Linked DNA regions of Anas platyrhynchos: region 1 is linked to region 2. A link is a contact called in public Hi-C data. All regions are on one chromosome and are shown on one strand. Each heading gives the region's core, a stretch centred on a gene start, on an enhancer-like site or on the middle of the called end of the contact. The rest is flanking DNA. Distances are from core to core; before and after follow the strand shown. Region 1 overlaps AGTR1 (angiotensin II receptor type 1). Region 2 overlaps LOC106018109 (a long non-coding RNA gene).

Region 1 (4,769 bases), core at 221-2,720, 93 kb after region 2:
CTTGAAGGAAAGTGATACTGTGGAAAGTGATGACATTTCATTATGAAATAATAATCCTATTTTTAAATAGGAAATACAGACCTCTAGTGGTGGAAATATATATTATACTCATGAAACTTCAATTTAAATATCACCATGCTGAACTGTGTCATTTTCCTTTACACCCCCCCCAACCACTCAAAAAAAAAAAAAAAAAACAACATTCAAAATAAGCCCAATTGCACTGTTCAGTCATTCTTCAAGCATTGATGTTTCCAGAGGAAAAAGTTGCAGAGTTGAAAGCTACTTGGGAAGTGAAGGGAAAATAATGAGAGTAGCCTATGAAAATGGAAGAGATGTTATTCTTTTCAGCATAAGTTATGAAAGCCATAACGTAGAAGGACAGACTTTTGAAGTATTCTCAAAGAAACAAATACAGAGAATTCTTACAGAGAAGGTCAGAGTACATAAATAGTTCGTGTTTATGAGACAGCAATAACTAGTCCTCTGCTAGCACAAAATAAGTAATACCCAATTTAGAGTTTTGATGCAGTAGGACTATATCCTAGAAAGATCACAGGCGGTTTATTTGCCATTTCTATAGAGCTAGCATGAATGAAGGTGACTAGCTCCAACTCCTGCAAGGGGAAGATACAAAGAATCCATATATAGGTTACAGAATTAAAAAATATAAATATTTTTAGTAATTTTTTAAAATATATATACAGTTCTGCACCTTAAGACTGGCAAGAAAACGCTAGTACACCTCGCTTCTACATGATTCTTAGTTGTAATAGTTAAAATAATTAATTGCTGAAAACATTTAACTGCTGCATGTTAGCATAGGGTAAGCCAAGCATAAGTTAATTAAAATTTATTTCAGATCAGGGCCCCTCTCCTGTGAAACACATGAATATGGATAAGGCTCCACTTAGCTTATGGAATAAGTGAGAGTAATAATTGAGTATAATATAGTTATTTGGAAATATATTAGCATAGGTCATAAAAATACACATTTATAAAGCTAATACTGTATATTCAGAGCATACTTCTGAAGCAAAAAGTTAAACACAGTACTGTGACTCAGAAGATTACCAAAACAAAACACCACAAAATTGACAGCAATTTCAGACTGATTGTTCCTTTATGCAAGACTGAATAGGACAGCTATTCAAAGGAAACGCACAGCCAATTACAAGGTCCTCTAAATTCTACTTGTTCTCATATCAAACCACCTTTTGATCCAAAATTGCAAAAGCAACAGCCAACTTGACAGTTACTAATAAGAATCTTTTGAAGCTTGCTTTCTGTTCTTGTTGCTCATGAACCAATGCACTGGCAGTGTTCCAGTTCTATACTGCCAATGCAGTTCCATTTCAGTAATGTTTTGATTTATTGTCATTTACCATGAAGTCAGATGACCTCTGTGGAAGATAGAGGCAGTGATGACAGGAGGCCTATGCACACAGCAAGGCCACACTAGCTTGAATTACCAGCCTTTGTTTGCCTTTGTTTGCCCAAGTGTTTGCATTGCTCTCACCCTCCTCATTTCACATATCAACTGTGGACTAAAAATACTTTTTCATATTTACAATTTCAGTGAAAGTGAGGCTGGAACATTCACTTTGAGAAACCTGAGAATGTAGTGCTGTTCTAGCACACCATCAAAACCACAGGATAAGGGCATCTCCAAATTAAAGAAATTAAAAACATTTCTGTCTTGAGCTGCTACGTGACACCTTGGGAATAGACTGGCAATAGGCATATGCTGCAGTGAACAGATTTCACTTATGAGACTGGTTTGGAGCCACAGGACTAGGGAGTGCAGCAAGCTCAGCTTTGCCATTCCACTGGGAATCTGCATACAAGTGACAACAGCCACGGGGCTCCCAAAGAGTATTTCTTCCTTCAGTTCTGGAGCATGGTTTTATAATTGCATGAGCACAGGTTTTCTACCAGAATATTTGCTCAGACAGGAACTGCAGTCAGTACGTTTATATTCATTTATCTTCTAAATCCATATTTGTTAAACAGTAATTCTTTCTCTGAACAGACTCCTTCTCCATTTGATGCAGGCCATTTGTGGAATATAATCTACTGCCAGGTGAGCAGTAGTAGTGCTCAAGAACCCATGCAGGGGAGAGTCTGAAGTAGGTATAGGACTGGTATTAAGGCAGTGGTGATAAAGGGGGTTGTTCTGTTGGGTATAAAAAATGTAGTGAGATGAGACATTTGGGAGGTATCATTAGTTTCTCAACAATTAGAAAAATAAAATGCAAGAAATTAGGAAGGGGAGGGGAGCTAAACTCCCAAGATAAAGGAAAAAAGCTTATGGCACAAGAAGGAAGTGAACATAGTTAATATATTGAATGTATGATTCCAAACATTTCACAGCCTCTCTTCTACCTGTGTAATAATCTTATAAAATTAGAATGCATCATCCTCAAAGAGAAGTATCTTCTCATTTGTAAGAAAAGCAAATAATCCACCTACCATCAGAAGGAAAAAAACACATTACCTAATGGCAGGGTGGCTAAACTGTGGCAGGGTTGGTCAATCAGAGTTTACTTAGTCTGTCAAAGCAAGTATGCAAAACAAATTTTTGTTTAAAAATTGACTTGGGACATCTGTGTACCTGATATCTGATCAAGTTCTCACAGAAAGCCATGGTCAGTGTGATCTTATCTTTCACCAGGCAGAGTGCTTTTTAACTTGCACAGACCCAGCATTCCTTGTTTCAGTAGACAGTTTTATTAAGATGCATGCTCACCCAAAAGCAGCGATGAACAGAAAGATAAATAATAGTTGGTAGAGCAGTCTGAATCAGTTCACGATCAGTGACTTCTTATAATCATCGTAATTAAAAGTAGATAAAAGGTCACAGGACAGTAGCATACAACAGGGATTTGCTGCTCTCCAGATAATATGGTTTGAGATGGATGTTGACATACAATTCACAATCACATCAATTCAAACCTCTTGGAAAAAGCTCCTTGTGTATCAGCCTTCAAATGATCCAATTATCATTATATTAACTCAGGTCATTTCAGATGCTTTAAATGGTATTACCAATGTGCACAATTTCAGTTGCAACATTTTCAAACACATCAGTACTTCTCATACAGAAATACCTGCTTTGTATAAAATGTGTATAACCACAGTCATGGAGAAATTTCTTGCTCAGCCTTAACTGCGCCCTGGTCTACTTTACCGCATGTCTGGCTTGCAATGCTCATGTTCTTGGTGGAGACTTCGTTTTGGTTTCTTACTACTTACTTTGGCCATTATCTCAATGGGAATATAAGTGAGCAAAGGCTTCTATAGTGAATAAACCACACAGCACCTTTGCAGCAAGGCAAATATTGCATTGTGGAATCTACCAGTTATTGTCAAACCTTCCTGGGCACTTCCATAACCAAGGGTTGAGATATGAGAATTTCTTGATCTTGCAAACTTTTTATGTTGTCTCTCCCTGTTCTGCAGGCAGCATGACATTCCACAGAGGCAAACACCAACTACTCTAGATTTGGCACAGTTTGAAAGCAGGAGGTTGAGCTCAGGATGCATTACACTGCCACACATGATCAGAATGGCACACATTTGTTTTTGTGAGATGCATTTGCTTGACTTTTTAATGTCTTAAACATGGTTAAAATCGCTGATGTCATATTGAGCCATCTTCACCAACCAAGGAAACAAGACAAATTCACATAATGAATTGGAGATGTTGGGAGGTGTTGCACTGCGTATCTTGACAAAAGGTTTGTCACTGGTTGCAGTTAACTAGATATTCCAATTCTGATAGAATTAGCAAGAACCTACATCTTGAAAGTGCACTGTTAGCTTAATTGAAATGAATCAGCTAACTAATGCAGACCTAATAATCGAACATAAAATAAGACAGAAACAATAATAATATAATAAATATAAAAATATATTTCTAAATTATATCGAGTATATATATATTTATATATTATATAACATCATATAATAATAATTTTATATTATTATTAAATATATTGATATATAATGTGAGTTGTATATAAAATTATAATTATAAATTATAGCAATATAATGAATATAATGATTATGATAATAAACGTTAATATAAAATCTTAAAAGATAATAAAGTGAGAGCCACAGGGATACTTTGCTCAAAAGGTACTGACTGCAACCCCTGTTCTGTGTTTGGTCCCTGGCTTTTCTACAGGCTTCCTATGTGGACTTTGCTGAGGTGACTCTATGCTTCACTTTCCTATTAAAACTTTAAAAAGGTTTTTGGGGGAGGTTGGTTGGTTGAAAAAAAAACTAATTTGTATTAAAAAAAAAATGAATCTGTATTCATTTATTTTGTTAATGCAACATCTTAATGCTTAAGTGTAGTTTCTGAGATATCCGAATAACTTTGCTCATGAGATATAGCACCTATCTATGGAAAAAAATAACCTAGATAACTGTACATTCGTTTGGTACTTTGAGTCTCTGTTACAACATATGTTCATTAACTAGTTGTATTTTGAACTGTAAACTTATTAAGTAATTGAAAGAAGTTTGTTGGCTTTCATTTACATTAAAAAATAATCTAACAATGTACACCGAACTCCTAACATTATTACCTCTGTTTTATTCCACAAAGTCTACATTAAAATAGAAATCAGTTTTGAAAACATTTAAACTTGGCCCCCCATATGACACCTGGTATACAAAAAAAAAAATTCCCCTTGGTTTTTGTGATCTGAGAATCAGTATGCTGTTTGCCTTGGACTGGTTTGGGATTTATTTATTTAACT
Region 2 (4,701 bases), core at 1,426-3,925:
CTCTTCTTTGAACCCTTACTGTGTACAGCTGTAAACAGTTCATGAAAGTAAGAAAAATCCCCTTTATTTCAAGATTATTTTTATATTTTCTCATCTTTTTCTATCAGCCATAGCAAACTCTAGAGCACTAGAGGTACTTTATTACTAGAGCAAACAAGCAAAATGAGAATGTTTTTGTAATGGGAACCAACTAATTTTGATCTGTAATGATTCTAAAATATGAGAATGGAAATGTTTTCTTACAGCTAAGCTCTTCACAATTTTTTGATCTAAAACAATCTTACTAAGCCATTATCTACCTGCTTCAATTACTTCTCTGAAAATAGGCATCTATGACATCTTTGCACAGGAAATTCAAACGTACTTGTCCAAGATATTGTGCTGTACAAAATAGTTGAATTTCCTGCACTTCTAAAGATGCAGCCATGATAACAAAGTCAGGCATTCCAACTGACTATGAATGCTCAGCCAAACCTGCAGCATCTCTGTCTCCTTTCGCCAAAAGCATCAATCTATCGTGCCTCCATGGTGGGAAAACAGGCTTTATCTGATGTATTACAAAGGATTCAGAGCAGAACTGATAGTATACAGCTGGGATATTCTGGAAACACATGTTGGGAACACATGCTGGGATTCTGGGAACAGCAGGGAACACACATGTAGCCTGACAACCACTGTGGTTAGTTTATATGGTTCAGGGCAAATACTCAAAGCAAGAGTTTCATAACTATATACAGACCCAGACTCTGTATGCATGCAGTATTCACTGCTGGGACCATGATAAATATCATGTCTCTTTCTCTGAGATCACGTAATTAATTCTGAAACTTACCCACTGTTTTCAATTATTTGAAAAGTATGTTAGAGCTTAAATATTGCAATCTCTAGCATAATTCATGGAAGTAGATTTTTGTTTTTCATTCATGCTACATCTATTTTTTTCATTCATTATGAAATATGTTTAATCCAAATACATTAAATTCCTCTTCACTTCTTTCAGTCTTTTTACTTCAGAGACTGATTTTGCCTTGTTTTTCTGCTTCCCCTCATACAATCCAATTCAGTTTAGAGTCAGACATTCACACACCAACTTAGACATGCAGAGATTTATTCTTTATATTCCACTGGCTCCATCATATGGTGATATTTCTCTCCAGGTTCATTTCCATGCTGGAAGAGCTAAGTTCCTTTCAGAAAACTCCTAATCAGAACACTGGTCCATCTATAAAAGGACTTTACAAGAAGCAAAGATTACCCATGCAAAATGCGAGTTATAGATTAAGTCTTCTTTAGAAAACTGCAAATGAATCTGCTGAAATGTGCATCATCTTAAAAAGATGACAGCCCTGATATAACTTGCCTGTGAAAATATTCTACTTTACAGCAAATGAAACATGATCAACTTAGGTTTGTATAAAAGAAAATAGTTGAGATCCTCGACTCTTCCCTGTCTCCTTCACAAGCAAAGGATCGGGGCAGTGGAGCTTAAAGAGCAATGCAAGAAACATCACCCATATTTAAACTGATTAACTGAATGTGGACAATGAAATACATCCATGGTCAAGCAACACATTTCTCCTAGGTTATGTGTACATCACTGTAATGTCTTAACACAATATTGCTGGGAATGCTTCCCTGGCTTGTTCTCTAAAGACTGAAATAATGTGCAATATATCTACTATTCCTGTATCAGTAAAGATTAAGTATTTTTGTTTATTGCAATACTGATAACAAACAAGTTAGAGCTATTAAAACAGGTTTTATTTCCCCTGCAATCTAAGCAAACAAAATACATCTGAAATTTCCATTTTTAAAAGATGCTGAAAATACAATTCCTAGCTGTTTTGCTTTTGAATCCATTTTTCTTAAGGTCACCAAAGAAGATTGTATACTTCAGTAAAGAACTCTGGTGTACTGACACATTTAAAGGTTTTCTTTTCTTTTTTTTTTTTTTAATGCATTATGGGCAAGAACGTATGAGCTTTATCCTACCCTTGTGAGAGTCCGTACATTTAAATATTTTAAAGTTTTACTTTTAATAAGCAAAAAATCATAGTAAAGATTAATTACAGTCTATGACGTACGCCCTCCCAGAATACACCGCCTGAACTATAAGGTAATGAAGTACACGGAAAAGAAAAAAAAATCAGTAGAAATATATATATTTAAAAAAAAAATTCTCAAATGAGTATTTGTTGATCTGAAGAGTTATTCGTCCTAATAATAATGGATAGATTTGAGATACTTTCTTAAATGTCTGATTTAGTGAAGACATGGCAACACATTTGCACCATGGGAGATATTATTCAGTACATGCAGCAAACAACAGTCTCTTAGTAGAGTCATCAGCCTCATTACTGCTTACCAGAGATGTGCATACCTTCAATTACGTTTCGAAGTGCGTACTGCATATACTTTAATTTTACTTAATGAATAAGCTCTTCTGAACAGTATCAGATCCCAGAAATCTGAACTTTGTATAAGAATCTGAATTCACAAAGCAACCCAAACTTTGTCAGTGTATGCACTGATGTGTGAATTCTGAAGCTCAGTCCAGGTATCCAGCTCTTAACCTCTGCACTTGCATCTTTTGTCTCTCTCGGCTTTCTACTGCACAAGCACAAGAACGCTATATAAGAAAAGTAAATATTTGTTCTTTGATTGAACTCTACGGGTAAACGTTCACACAGGGTGTTACAAGGCATAGAGACTCTAACACAAGGTGGTGCTCTCTTCTTATTAAACAGCTTGTTGTTTGGTTTACACGTTGAAAGGAAAATGTCAGGTTTCTCTAAAACTCAAAACGCTTTTCAGACATAGAATTTCAATGTCAGTAATTTCAATAAGTACTAAAGCGCCTTTTTTCCCCTAAAAGGTGTTTTATTGGATGAAATGAAATTAAATCCCTCACTGCATTTATCAGTTCTTCTGTCATAGTTCTGTCTCCAGATCTTTCAGTCCATCATCCAATCTCTCTAGCCATTTCTGACTTTTTTTTCCCCTCCTCCCACTATCTGGATGTCATCAGGACTGAGATTTTCAGCTGGGAAGGGAATACACAAGCTCTTTTCTGCTGAGAAGGGGCGGGGCAATAAAAATCTGTTTGTTAGGTTTGTATCAAGTGGTAACTGAGGATCCCTTTGAGAGTTTATGAACAAAGTCTCCTCAAATCACACAGGTTCCACCCATGAGACTCGACTCCAAGCTCAATCCCCTATTAATGATCTAACCGTGGTTTACTTCATACTAGCATTACTAACAGGAAGTGTCAGCATTACAGTTTTTGCCACTTCTCTCCCCTGAGCAAACACTGGTGGGCCTTTATTGCCAGAACTTCCAAATCAACCCCCAAAGCACCGATCACAATACTGTCCATGAGAATGACAGCGCATGCAGCTTTTCCAGATGGGGGAGAGGTGGTGGGGTGACACAATAACTCAGCTTGCTTGTTACAAAAGGCTTTCTTTTAGATACAAAGAAATATCAGATCTATTTCAAACTGCACATTTCTGCCAGGTTTTGAATTTTCCAAGGTAACATTGGTAACAAATACAGCAACACCCTGTTGACAGCAATCATCACAGACAGCACTCCCATAAATCCTGTGGTTTTTTTTTCAGTGCAGTTCAGACACATGGAAACCTATGCATTACCTCGGAGCATGTGAAGTCCTTCAGCTCAGTATGCGCAAAATCATGGGTAAAAAAACCTTGTCCCTAGTCTCTTACAGACCGTTCTGACTTTTTTGTGAATATTGGCCATCTGCAGGAACCCTCTTAGAAATGCATGCTATAGACTGCAGAGGCACACCTTGTTAACTATAAGATTAGTGCATTTAATCTCTCATGAAGACACCAGTGGTGGAAATTTCATACTGAAAATTGGATTCTTGCCTTTTTCAAAAATGTAAGCTACCAAGCAGCTGACTACCTTTTCAATCACCTTTGAAAATTCCATGACAAATTAGAGACAGTGGAAATTCAAAAACAAAATCAGCAAGATGAACATTTCTCATCCCATCTTTAGAATTAAAGAGTATCACAAGAATAGTAAGCATATGATAAATTAGTTAACTTTTAAAGACCTGTGTTACACAAACATCTCTTTAATCGGATTACTTTGGTGCTGTAGGAGTGTGCCATCTTATATTTCCTCAAAGAACACGCTGTTCGGTTACTGTAGCATTTCTATATCTGGATTAATTAGAAACGGAAATGTGGATACAATTAAGTTTGAAATTAAACACACTTTGTAGCAGTGAAGATAATCACTGCTTTAGAATGATCTGGCTGTTCCAACCTGTGAAGTATCAAACTATTCCCTCAATTAATTGGAACAGTACTGTGTGTTCTTGGAGCCAGCTAACTATGGCACACTGTACAGAATATCTATGGACATATCAGTTCTCTGACCTATTATTTGACCTGTATTATTTGATTATAAGAATAATTAATGTTGTTACACAATTAGTGATGTCAAGCATAGTACTTACACTTCTAAATGACTTTGGTCGATTCCATCTCTTATTCTAGCTACTGTTGGTTTGCGCTTCCTGCTGTATTCAGTGAAAACACCCCAAACAAGCAAACTCAAGTGCCACTGAATTCAAAGTCCTTTCCTGTGAACCAGAGCAGAAGTGATTATTAATTTCAATTTCTATAAAGGGTCTGCACAAATAGTATGTTCTCTCAAAACAGTTAA

What was found. A called contact is a pair of places that touch in the nucleus more often than the background predicts.
Region 1: a Hi-C map of skeletal muscle shows a contact between it and region 2, with 4 times the contacts expected there. The contact joins two enhancer-like sites. A contact is called at or near these places in 2 of 8 Hi-C or Micro-C datasets (skeletal muscle and subcutaneous adipose tissue).

Annotation. Positions count from the first base shown.
Region 1 is chr9:26,296,446-26,301,214 of IASCAAS_PekinDuck_T2T, forward strand. All of the region lies in intron 1 of AGTR1 (angiotensin II receptor type 1), which reads left to right. All of the region lies in intron 2 of CPB1 (carboxypeptidase B1), which reads left to right. Among named protein-coding and RNA genes, the nearest start is that of CPB1, 18 kb to the left of the region's middle. Within about 2 kb of position 1,471, at least 1 of the 8 cell types and tissues checked has an H3K27ac peak or open chromatin away from gene starts, as enhancers often do.
Region 2 is chr9:26,202,341-26,207,041 of IASCAAS_PekinDuck_T2T, forward strand. LOC106018109 (a long non-coding RNA gene) reads right to left here. Exons shown (of 5, transcript XR_002403671.4): 4 at 4,493-4,618. Among named protein-coding and RNA genes, the nearest start is that of AGTR1, 76 kb to the right of the region's middle. Within about 2 kb of position 2,676, at least 1 of the 8 cell types and tissues checked has an H3K27ac peak or open chromatin away from gene starts, as enhancers often do.